Regions from separate parts of the Oryctolagus cuniculus genome. Here region 2 is linked to region 1. Evidence: chromatin contacts called from public Micro-C data. All regions are on one chromosome and are shown on one strand. The core of a region is the stretch at or near the end of the contact, and the rest is flanking DNA. Distances in the headings are between cores, read along the strand shown. Region 1 holds the start of PITPNC1 (phosphatidylinositol transfer protein cytoplasmic 1). Region 2 overlaps PITPNC1 (phosphatidylinositol transfer protein cytoplasmic 1).

Region 1 (6,236 bases), core at 3,519-6,018:
CCTGCGTGAACACATCTGTGCAGCCAACAGACGCTGGTTAGGGTCCCTGTGCAGATGACACAGCAAGAGGCTTACCTGTTGAACAGGTGCATAAAGACTACGTTCGACATCATTGATCAAGGCAGCACTGGCAAACGAACAAGAGCCAGACCAACAAGCCAGACACGTGTCCGAGCTGTCTAGGAGGGCAGAGTTTTCCAGAATGATGCTGTCTAGGAGGTAGGACTTGCAAAGGGCCTTGAGGAACCCAAAGACCATGGCTACCGGGGAAAGGAGAAAGGAAGATGGGAGGATCACAGAACTGCACTTCTGCCACACCGGGTATAGTCTAGAAACAGGTGTCCAGGATCCCACAGGCTGTTTACAGAGGCGGTCGGTCAAGACCACACTGAGACAAAACTTCAGCAGAACCCAGAGCCGTGGCGCCCAAGAACCCCCGAGGCCCTGCGGTGCCACACAGGGCCCTCCACTCTGGTCTCCTGTTGTCCTTCGTGTCCCAGCCCGTGTTTGGTGCTGACCAGGACTGGCCCTAAGGGAACATCACCACGCTCCGTAACGATGACGGCAACACCTCCGCTGGAAGTGGATATTGCGACTTCACTGATTGGGGGGAAAAAAAAAAGTTTCCGCAGGACTGGCGCTCAGTGGCTGAAACATCTCCAAATGAACAGCCGCGCTCGACCAGTAGATGGCGCTCTCCTCCCTGGGAGTGAGCGAGCGGGCTGTGCCTGAATGAACTGTCCCTGCGCCCCACTCCCCGTAGGCCTGGCTGTGCGGAATTGAATTCCCAAGCCCTGTCCCAATCTTTTGAATGCATCCCCCTGCTTCCTTTCCTGTTTCAGATCCTTCCCATATGTCTCCTGCTGCGTTGCCATAATAGAATAACCTCCCACTTTTGTGTCCTAACCCATGCAACACACAGTCATGACCACAGTGTGTCACTTTCCAAAACCACAGATCGACAAAGACCTGGCTTTGGGGATGGGCTGGGGGCAGGGATTCTCTGTGAAGGCAGTGGGAGTGCACAAGGGCTGAGGTGCAAGTGAAGTTCTCCCCACCCCCCACAGATGATCTCACTGGAGCAGGCTTGGGGCAGGGTCACAGGTTAGTGGGAGAAGAGCAGATGCAGGGCCTTGAACCTCCTGCCAGGCAGGCCACAGAGCGTCGCTGGGAGGTTTTTTTTTTTTTTTTTGACAGGCAGAGTGGATAGAGAGAGAGACAGAGAGAAAGGTCTTCCTTTGCCGTTGGTTCACACTCCAATGGCCGCTGCGGCCAGCGCACCACATTGATCCGATGGCAGGAGCCAGGTGCTTCTCCTGGTCTCCCATGGGGTGCAGGGCCCAAGCACTTGGGCCATCCTCCACTGCACTCCCTGGCCACAGCAGAGAGCTGGCCTGGAAGAAGGGCAACCGGGACAGAATCTGGCACCCCGACCGGGACTAGAACCTGGTGTGCCGGCGCCGCAAGGCGGAGGATTAGCCTAGTGAGCCGCGGCACCGGCCAATCGCTGGGAGGTTTTGAAGGTGCTTATACAAGATCAGTGTGGTCAGGCATGGGGATGCACGTTCACACATGAGGAGGAGGGCAGGACACACACTGTCATACAGCCAGGGCTTCCGCTGCAGGGATTCAACAAACTGCGATAGAACACGTATGTAAAAGAGAGATTTATTTATCCGAAAAGCAGAGTGACAGACGGAGAGCCACCTTCCATCTGCTGGTTCACGCCTCAAATGCCTGTTAGGCCCCAGCCAGGAGCCAGAAACTCCATCCTCGTCTCCCACGTGGGTGGCAGGGACCCAAGTACTTGGTCCATCATCTGCTGCCTCCCAGGGCAGTAGCAGAAAGTTGGGTTGAAAGTGCAGAATAGCTGGGACTTGGATCAGATGCTGATATAGGATACAGACCTGCCAAGTGGAGGCTTAACCTACTGTACACCAAGACCACCCCTAGGAAATATATTTTTAGGGGCAGGTGTTGTTGTCCAGCAGTTAAACCCCAGCTCGGGACGCTCATCATATCAGAGCATCTGGGCTGAGGTCCTGTCTCCACTTTCCACCCAGCTCCCTGCTAATGCACCTGGGAAGGAAGATGCCCAAGTGCTTGGCCCCTGCACCCACGTGGGAGCCCCAGATGAAGCTCCTGGTGTCTGGCTTCTGCCTGGCCTAGCTTCACCCACTGCAGCCATTGGGTTCATTGGGGCAGGGTCACAGGTTAGTGGGAGAAGAGCGGATGTGAACCAGAAGATGGAAGATCTCTCTCTGTGTCTCTATCTCTCTCTAACTCAAATAAATAAATAAATAAATAAATCCTAAAAAACCCCTACCTGTCATTCTGCCTTTCAAATAAATAACAAAAGATTTAAAAATAACAGGGTTGTACACATAAGAACATTTTTAAAAAATGAAAATATTTTTTAAAAATTGCATCCACACTGAATATGTACATTTTTTTCCTTGTTATTCCCTAAACAATAAAGTACAACAGCTACTTACACAGCATTTACATTGTATTAGGTATTGTAAGTAACCAAGAGGTGATTTAAAGTGCAGGTCATACGGGGCTGGTGCTGTGGCGCAGCGGGTAAAGCTGCTGCCTGCAGTGCTGGCATCCCACATGGGCGTTGGTTCGATCCCTGGCTGCTCCACTTCCGATCCAGCTCTCTGTTATGGCCTGGGAAAGCAGTAGAAGATGGCCCAAGTCCTTGGGCCCCTGCACCTATGTGGGAGACCTGGAGGAAGCTCCTAGCTTCTGGCTTCAGATTGGCCCAGCTCCAGCTGTTGCAATCACTTGGGGAGTGAGCCAGCAGATGGAAGACTTCTCTCTCTGCAACTCTGCCTTTCAAATCAATAAATCTTTAAAAAATAATAAAGTGCAGGTCATATGCAAATACTATGTCATTTTACTTCAGAGACCTGAGCATCTGGGGACTTTGGTACCCACAGGGGTCCCATCCTCCAGGGATGCTGTTGGTGCCAAATTGCAATTTGGGAAACTGAGAGCAGGTGCTCACAGGTAACACCTTTCAGTAGGATATTTAGTTCCAGAATCAAGGTCAGGAACTGTCCAGGAAGCCAAAATTGGCACCCACAGGTCCCACCCGGTGTCCTGGCTGCCTCTGGGAAGACAGCGGGCTGCCCCCAGCGAAACCACCGCTCTTGTTTTCAAGTAAGGAGAGAAAAGAACAGCTTGAGCGTGTCCTGCTATCACAGACTTTCAATGTGTTATTATTCAACAGCCAGTGTCAGATTTAGACTTTCCACCTCGAGGAATTCGGTTTCACTTTAATGAGCCGCTCTGCATACTGGGGAGGCAACTCGGGGAGTATCTAGAAAAGAGTTTGCACTGAAATGCAAGCCGGCTGTAGGGTGTCGTTTCCTGAGCAGGCGTGCCACGGGGTTTTGAAGTTGGGTGACTTGCCACCAGCTCCTCTTGTTCCATTGGGTAACTGCTTATTCATCATCATTTGAAATGATTGCTGTGACACCAAGGGGCCCTCTGCATCTCCGTCCCAGCGGCTGGACTTCAGAGCATGGATATTTTTCCGGAGAGAAGGTGGTGCCTTCCAGGTTATAGTAGGCAATGGATGCACTTTTTTTTTTTTTCCACCCAGCAACTTTTCAGAAAAACAAGCTCAAAAATACCAGACAAATGAACCAGACTCTTCCCGGGGCGCTTAGGAATGCGAGGGCTGCATTTCACACCGACCAAATACCAGCGCAGCCGGCATCCCCAGTGGTGCTCCGCTGCGACCTGGGGATCCAGGGCGCGCAGGGGGCAAAGCTGCGGCGGCTCCGCGTGCCCCTGCCACCCCCTCTCGTCTGGACCTCCTTGTCCTCCGCACGGCTGCACTCCCCAGGCCCCCTTCTGAGCCCAGCTCCGGGGTTAGTTTTGTTTGTTCTCCCCCTCCTCCTGCTCTGCAGCCCCCTGGCCTCCCCAGCACCGGCCTTGCATACTGGACCGAAGTGAAAACGCTCCCTACCCCTCCTCCCCAAAAGGTCAAGCAACCCTGGTGAGCTTCGGACGCGGACTGGCTGCACGGGGCGAGGGGGCTCCCGGGGAGCAGACCCTGAGGGCAGAAGAGCCGAGAGAAGCCCCCGGAGCCGCCCCCTGCCCGGCGCCCCGAGCTGTTTTGTTTAAATCCTCCACATTGCCTGCCGTCTCCCCATTGGCCGGATGGGGCTACCCTCCCCACCGCGGCCGCTGCTGATGTCAGCCCCGGCGCGCTCGCTCCTCCCGGCCCCGGGCTCCCTGCGGCTCGGCGCGGACTCTCGGCCCCGGCGCGCCGGCTGCAAACTCGCGGGCGCGCACGGCGCTCGGGGAGCCCAGGGGCTCGGGGGAGGGGACGCGCGCGGAAGGCGCCAGCTTCCTCTCGCCGCCCCTGGCAGCCGCGAGCCGAGGGTGGAGGCGCCGGGGCCCCGGCCGGGCAGAGCCGAGCGGCGGCGGCGGCTTCCCCTTCCTCTCGCAGCCGAGCCCGGGAGCAGCTCGGGGACCTGCCCCCCAAAGCTCGGGAAACCTTGTTTACCGCCCGGGAGCGGCGCCGGCCGAGCCTTTGTCTGGCTGGGGAGCAGCATCTCGGCTCGTGGTGACACTAGCGTGGGGCGCGCCGGCCGGGCTCGGCTCTGCCTCCCCGGGCGGCTCGAGCGGGTGACTTCTGTGCATTTCCTTCCAATTTTTTGGAAACCTCCGCCCTCCTCGCTCGCCCGCTACCGGGCATGTCCTGATCGGGCGGCCGCTCCTGCCCAGCCGAGCCGTCTCCTCGCGCCCCGACTTGGCAGCGCCGCGTTCTGAGAGGACCCACGTCGCCGAGGAAGGAGGCGGGGAGCCGTGAGCGCCGGGACCCAGACCCTGACATGCTCCGGGGCGCGGAGGAGGAAGCCCGGAGCTGAGCGCTCGCCGCCGCCGCCGCCTCGCCCGCCTGTGCCGGGCGCCCCCCAGCCCCCAGTTCGCGCCCCGGGGTCCGCGGCCAGCAGGACCATGCTGCTTAAGGAGTACCGGATCTGCATGCCGCTCACCGTGGACGAGGTAGGCGCCGCGCCGGGACCCCTGAGGGCGCGGGGGGCCCCGCCGCAGCATCCGCTCCCGAACGCACAGGCCAGCTCTGGGGGCGGCCGGGCGCCTGCGGGTCCCGCTGGTCAGCCCGGCGCTGGGTGGGGCGGGGGACGCCCAGGTGGGCTCTTGGCGAGCAGAATGCAGACCGCTGGGGCTCCCGAGGCGCCCCGGGAGTTGGCGCGCCACTTCCCTTCCATTAAGCAAACCCTAGAGCCCCGGTGGCCCGAGTGCGCGGGGCGCCGGGTCCGGGCCTGGGCCCTGCCTCCTCTCCGCTGTGAGGACGCGGTGCGGGGAGAAGCCCTGCGCCCTTGGGGTCCTGGAGGCCCCTGGCGAGGACACCTCGGAGCCCTTGCCGGGGGCGGGGGGTGGGTTCAGTCTGGGCCCTCACTTCTCGAGGTCGCCTCGGGCTGGGGCCCCGCTCCCGCCAAGCCTGCGCCGCGCGGCTCCGGGACCCGGCTCCGTCCTTTCGCAAACCGCCTGGCTCGGAAACTTTCTGCGTCCCTTGTTTGTTCCGCCGCGGGGAGCGCGGTCTGCGGGCCAGCCCGGAGCGCGGGGGCCGCGGCGCGGCCACGGGAGGGCGCCCCAGCACGCGGGTGCCGGGCCCGGGTCCCCGCCCCCCCGGGCCCCGCCGCGGCCGGGCGCGGGGGGCTCGGCCCCCGCCAGCCGGGAGCTCCAGCATCCAGGAAATGGAGACTCCGTGGAGACTACTCCCGCCTGGCCGTCCCTTTCTCGCGCCCCTTCCTCCCCACCTTTTTGATGATTTCACAACCGCTTAGTGTCGGCGCTGGGACAGCCAAAGCGAGGCGACGCGGTTTAGGGGGGTGGGGGCAGCACCGGGACAGCAGCCGCCCAGGCCCTGGCCTCCTCCAGCGAGGGGCGTGGAGTCCACGCGAGGAGTGCCCGAGCCGCCCGCCGACAGAGGCCACGCGCGAGCCTGGCGGTGCGCACCAGGGCCTGCCCTCTCTCGTACCTGAACGAGGGTTGAGGCAAGACCCCGGGAGCTCCGAGGTACAGAACGTGCGTGTCTGGCTGCCGAGGGGGCGCCAAGCAGCCCCCAGCAGGCTGATAACGGGGCCTTGGGGAGGGAGCACGCGAGCTGTGTGCGCGGTGCAGGGTGGATGCCCCGTGCGCAGGCCGAGCTGGCGGGCGCGGCCGACCTTGGAAGCGAGCTGCAGCCCCCGCGG
Region 2 (5,986 bases), core at 108-2,607, 40 kb after region 1:
CTTTACCCCACATGCTGCATCTTGTCCTGTCTGCCTCTGGCAACCAGGATCCCCAGCAGGAACACAGCCCATCGGGCGGTTTGGTTTTAGGGGACAGTGCAAAAATATTCCTTGATAGTGCAGTGAGTCGGCACTTTTCAACTTGTGGTTTGGGCCCGAGATATTAATAAATAAAGCCATGGACCTTGAGTGGAAAACTAAGAATAAGAAGAGGATGTGCTTAAAATAGCTCTCACGCCCCCTGTGCAATTACACAGCAGTCTGTAAAACAGACAAGGTGTCCGTGGCCGGGAATGCTAAGACAGATGTGTCTTCCACAGCTCACCTTAGGATCACAGCCACGCGAGAATGTGCTTCTCTCGCGTCCTGTGTCTCCAAGGAAACTCAGAAACTTCTCTCCCTTTGTCTTAACGTGCTGACTTTTTCTTGCCACCTGTTCTTTGTTGTTTGCTTCAGCACCGTCTTTCTTTTCAAATTTTTACTTATTTATTTTCATTGTATTTGAAAGAGAGAGAGAGAAGGGAGGCAGGGGTTTTCCATCCACTAGTTCACTCTACAGGTGCTGCAACAGCTGGGGCTAGGCTGGGCCAGGCCAAAGCCAGCAGCCCAGAACCCCACCTGCGTCTCCCACATGGGTGGCAGGGACCCAGGGACTTGAGCCCGTCCATGGCCTGCGCCCTCCCCAAGGTGCGCATTAGCAGGAAGCTGGGATCAGCAGTGGAGCTGGGACTCTGTGTGGCACCTGCGCATCCCACGTGGTGACCAAACTGCTGCACCAAGTGCCCGCCCAGCGACTCCTTTCTCTCAAAGACAGTTGGGTTCAGTCCCATCTTGTTGTCAACCTCAGCAGCTGCCACACCCCACACCGCCTCCTGTTTCCCAAATGGGCCACTCCGCCAGGAAATCTTTAGCTCTCAGGAAAGGAGCTGGGTGTTCCTGATAAGAGTGGCTCGCCAGAATCAAGTTCATCTGTCTAAGATGTTTTCTGTAATAATAGTCAACATTTTTGTGGGCTTGCTATGTTCTAGAAACTTCCGTATGAATTTTATGAACTGTTTACTTCATTGAATCCAAACAAACAAAACAAACTGACTGCAGTTACAGGGCCTCTGTGGTGTGGGCTTCAGGCTCCATGCCCACATGGACTTTTGTGCTCATCAGTTCTCCACTGTTTACTGAGTGAGTCTTACGTGCTGAACACTGGAGTGGACAGTGAGCTTCAGAGCAGTGATGCCACAAACCCCCTGCCCTGCTGCTGCGTATATCTGGGGGGTGGGGTGGGCAGGTGGATCCTGTACTAACCGACTGGGATAAACATGCAAAGCAAGGTAATGTCATCTGGAGAAGACAAAGCCAGATAAAGGGGCAGCGGGTATGGGAAAAGCCTTCGAGGATGCGGGAGCAAGGCTGCAGGTGTGTGCTCCGTGGCTCTCCCTCTCCTGCTGTGTGTAGTCTTCCTGTCTCCTACCTGCCGTCAGCACCCGCAAAGGGCTGAGCTGAGCCAGACCAAGGGAAACTGGAGCTCCAGGCACAGAGCCTGAGATTGCAAGGTCCCAGCTGCAGGCTGCTGGAGCAGGCCTGGGCAGGTGGGTGGGGCACACGTTGCCCTGGCTGGTGGCTTTGTGCAAACACAGCTCTGCTTGCAGGACAGCAGCTGCACCTGAGGGCTAGCCAGCTCTGGGCCGGGGCAGTCCACAGCCGCGGCCGGGCAAAAAGCAACTGAGGGGAAGGTGGGTAGCAGGTGGCACCACTCCAGGGCTGAAATCAGGAGCTGGCTCTCTAGGGAGGTGGGGCAGAGAGCCAGGCTAGGACTCTGAAGCAGCACCGGGACCGATGGTGGCCACCTCTGCTATGAAGCCAGAGCCCTGGACCACTTTCCCCGTGCGCACACGGCACTACCCGGAGCAACTTTGCATCCCCTCTGCGTGTGGCGCGCCCTCTGCCTCTCTGCCTGCAGGAGCCAGCCTGTTGGCATGTGTTGATGCCGCCTCTGCCTGGGCGCCCCCACCCTCCGCCCTACCCCGCAGGCAGAGGTTCCTCTTCCAGCTCCCATGGGGCTGTTACATAACCTTGGTTAGCAGGAGAAGCCTTGAGCTCAGGTTCTAGATAGAGACAGCCTGGTTTGAACTCTGGCTCTCTTCAGGCAAGTTACCCAGCCTCAGTTACTCTGTAAAATGGAAACTAAAACAGCACCTACCGTGTTGGATTGTTGAGAGGATGGGACGATAGCTGTGTCTCCCCTCCCCCATCCCCCCAGGGCCAGGCTGTGTCCTGTGTGTTCTGTATCCCGGTGTCTAGTGCAGCAGCAGGCACTGTTGTTCCTGTACTCAGTTGGCAAGTACTTAGCTTGCCTACCTCTCGGCTCAGGGGTGCAGGCACGGGCCCTTGCGGGGCTGATGGACGGTGAGCAGGTGAACATGAACAGAAACCGGGCAATTTCAGACAGTGAAAGTGCTGCTAGAGCCCTATACACAGTGGGGAGATAGTGGAGTGCCTGAGATGCCCGTATGTGGGGGAATAGGGTGCAGCAGGAGTTCTAAACAGAATGAACAGAGAAGGCGCTGATAGGTTCTGACACCTGAGCAGTGGATCCAGGTGCTGGTCTGGGGGCTGTCCAGGCAGAGGGTGACCTTGGTGGACTTGAGCCAGGAGTCAACAAGGGAAAAGCTGAGCGAGCCTGGAGGAAGGGGAGAGTGGCGAGGCCGGGAGTCTGGGCAAGAGGAGCACCCGGCAGGGCTCTGCCGTCCAACATTCCTGTGGTGGGAGCCGCAGGCGGTCACGAGCCCTGGAGTGACAGGCTCTGATCCACGGGCTCTGGTCCACAGGCTCTGGTCCATGTCTGCTGTGTGGAGAGCTGTGCCAGAGTCAAAGCCCAGAGGACTAGGGGGCGCCCTGGAGTCCTGGACTCGGGCCTAATTCTGATGACCTTTTTGGGGAAAGTGGGTGATCAGCGTGCCAGTTTTATTTATTTCAGAGGCAGAGAGAGAGAGAGAGAGAGAGAGAGAGAGAGAGAAACGGGAGATCTCCCATCCCTGGTTCACTCCCCAAATGCTTACAACAGCCAGGGCTGGGCTGTGCCAAAGGCAGGAACCAGGAACTCCATCCGGGTCTCCCACGTGGGTGGCAGGGACCCAAGGACTTTAAGTCATCGCCCGCTGCTTCTCAGGGTGGGCATTAGCAGGAAGCTGGGATCAGAAGCAGAGCTGGGACTGTAACCCAGACACTCTGATAGGGGATGCTGGTGTCCCAAATGACACCAACCCTGCCCCCTCCCCGCCCCCTGCCCCCCTTCCATGCCTCTTCTCCTGGGAGCCTCCTATGCACCTCTGAGTCAGGAAACCAGCCAGGTTCAGGTCTTGGTTGGAATGTGGATGAAGAGGGCAGAGTTCCTGAGCAAGGAGAGTCTAAGTGGCTGTCTGATGCATAAATTGTGTGAGATTTTGGAAAGTGCGCCGTTTGCTGTGGGTTTTTCTGAGCCTGGATGTAGTATTTCCTTCCTGCCTTCACGACATTCCGTGGGGCCAATTGGAAGACGTCAGGGAAGCGACCTCGGTGGCAGAAAACGGCCCATCTTTGTGCTGAGAGACAAAAGTGTGAAAGGGAGAGGAAACTCCTGGCCATGAAAGTTTAATTTTGTTGTAATCCTGCCAGAGGTCCACCCACTGCCCTCCTATAAACTTCTCTTGGCCTGTCCCGGAGAAAGCGCGTAGGCATTGTGAGTGAGCACTTTTTTCTCTTTAAACTAATGAACTGCATTCTTCAGAAAATGCAGATCCAAATGGCCAAAAAAAAAAAAAAAAAAAAAAAAACACACACACACACAGAAAAACCCCAAACCCCATGCTTTGTATTTTGAACTTGATCTTTCCCTGAGCTAGCGGTATGTGGTGTGCTGGGAGGCACGTGGCCGTGGGTGAGGGGCAGCAAGCGACACTCCACCGTGTGCAGTGTTGCTAGGCTCCCAGGCTCCCTGGCTCAGGTGCGTGAAATGCGTTTTGACTTCAGGTGTCTGCAGCCGGGCCAGCCCCGTCCTGGGTGGAGGAGCACCTGTCTGTGCCTTGCCTACCCTGTTACCAGGCACGGGGACCTGGCTGGTGTTAATTTCTATGTCGCAGCTTTGCTCCCGAGTAATTGACAAGCTTCTTAATGTTGATTCTTTAAAGAAGTCAAACAGTGTATTTAGTTAATAATAACAAAAAGAATAGAGTTTAAAACAGCTGTGTTTGCTGTTGGCAAGGCCGTGACCCTTGGAAGACCTGTGCGTGTCATAACAGTGCCACATTTGCAGAAGCGAGTGTTTAGAAATAAAAGGATTTTTCTCCCTCCAGCTACCAGGGACAACCCACAGCCTCAGCCCATGTATTTATTTACTTTGGTATCTGGTGACAGGATGCAGAAGCAATTCTATGAAGCAAGTGTTAGAAGCTCTAGTGATTATGAAAGCTAATTTCTCATAGAGATCGTAGGTTCCCCAGCATGATTTTTATCTTGGACGTTTCACTCGTCCATTCGTTCCTTCATTGATGAAGATTTGTGTGTATTTTTACGGCATATGATGTGGTATTTTGACATCTGTATGCATTGTGGAATGATTAAGCCAAGCTAATTAATATAGCCATAGACTCACATTGCTTATCTTTTTTAGGGATGAAATGGATTTTTTTTTTTAAAAAAAGGTCTTCCTCCTATTGGTTCACTCCCCTAATGGCCGCTACAGCCGGCACTGCGCCAATCCGAAGCCAGGAGCCAGGTGCCTCCTCCTGGTCTCTCCTGAGGGTGCAGGGCCCAAGCACTTGGGCCATTCTCCACTGCCCTCCTGGGCCACAGCAGAGAGCTGGCCTGGAAAAGGAGCAACCGGGACTAGAACCCAGCACCCATATTGGATGCTGGCGCCGCAGGCGGAGGATTAACCAAGTGAGCCACAGTGCCAGCCCATGAAATGGATATTTTTTTAAAAAGATTTCTCATGTATTTGAAATACACACACACACACACACACACCCGGGGGGTATTTTTTCATCTGTAGGGTCACTTCTCAAATGGCTTCAAAGGCCAGGACTGGTCCAGGCCAAAGCCAGGAGCCCGGGACGCCATCTGTGTCTCCCACGTGGGTGGCGGGGCCCCAAGGACTTGGGCCATCTGCTGCCGGGGAAGGAAACTGGATTGGAAGCAGAGTAGCTGAGACTTGAACCTGCTCACGTAGTACACTGGCATTGCAGGGGGCAGCGTAGCCACTGCGTCACACACTGGCCCTGGTTATTTTGCAGAGGGCTTGAATGTATTGGCGGAGTGTGGGGAACTTTCTGCATCTCATCTCTCGCTTCTGGATGTCCCCACCAGGGGTAAGTGAAGGAAGAGGATAAAGGAAAAACAACAACAAACAAACCAAGCAAAAAAAAAAAAAAAAAAAAAAAAAAAAAGAGAAGCAAGTTAATAAACACAAAACAAGCAAGTTAAATCAACACAAAGCAACCCTTTTTCCCAGAAGGCAGTCGTTTTGGATGTGAAACTCACAAGGTGGGGGGGGGGGTGATGAAAAATCTGCTCAAAATGAGGACTTCTCCTTGGGGTGAGGCAGGCGCTCACAGGTTGTCTGGGGGATGAGCAGAGCCCGGAGGCTGGTGAGGCTGGTGAGACGTGGCCTTTGGGGGGAAAAAAACCCAAAGGGGCCCCCAAAACCCCAAATCAGGATAAACAATATTTAAATACCATATTTTTCAAACATCAAAGCTGATGCAACACACTCTATGGTGAACACAATATCACAATGTGCAAGACAGGATCTGACCTTCAGCTGGCATACTCGGCTTGCCTCGTTCTATTCCTGGCTTTGACCTTGAGTAACCACAAGCAGAGGCCTCGAGACCTCAAAAGGAAATGCTGCTAATGCCACTGCGCCTGGTTTGAATTCAAGCTCTAATGTGGCCAGCTGTGTGACCTCAGGCACACGACAACCTCTCTGAACCTCCTCTTGCAAGCAGGAGAA

What was found. A called contact is a pair of places that touch in the nucleus more often than the background predicts.
Region 2: a contact with region 1 is called in a Micro-C map of ear pinna, with 2.3 times the contacts expected there. The contact joins the enhancer-like site here to the promoter of PITPNC1 in region 1. A contact is called at or near these places in 3 of 6 Hi-C or Micro-C datasets (ear pinna, skin fibroblasts and an unstated tissue).

What each region holds. Positions count from the first base shown.
Region 1 is chr17:13,446,321-13,452,556 of mOryCun1.1, forward strand. It overlaps PITPNC1 (phosphatidylinositol transfer protein cytoplasmic 1), which reads left to right and starts at 4,769. Exons shown (of 10, transcript XM_070060432.1): 1 at 4,769-5,025. The coding sequence starts at 4,978.
Region 2 is chr17:13,489,889-13,495,874 of mOryCun1.1, forward strand. All of the region lies in intron 1 of PITPNC1 (phosphatidylinositol transfer protein cytoplasmic 1), which reads left to right. Among named protein-coding and RNA genes, the nearest start is that of PITPNC1, 42 kb to the left of the region's middle. Within about 2 kb of position 1,358, at least 3 of the 8 cell types and tissues checked have an H3K27ac peak or open chromatin away from gene starts, as enhancers often do. A contact at or near this core is called in ear pinna, where this site is marked.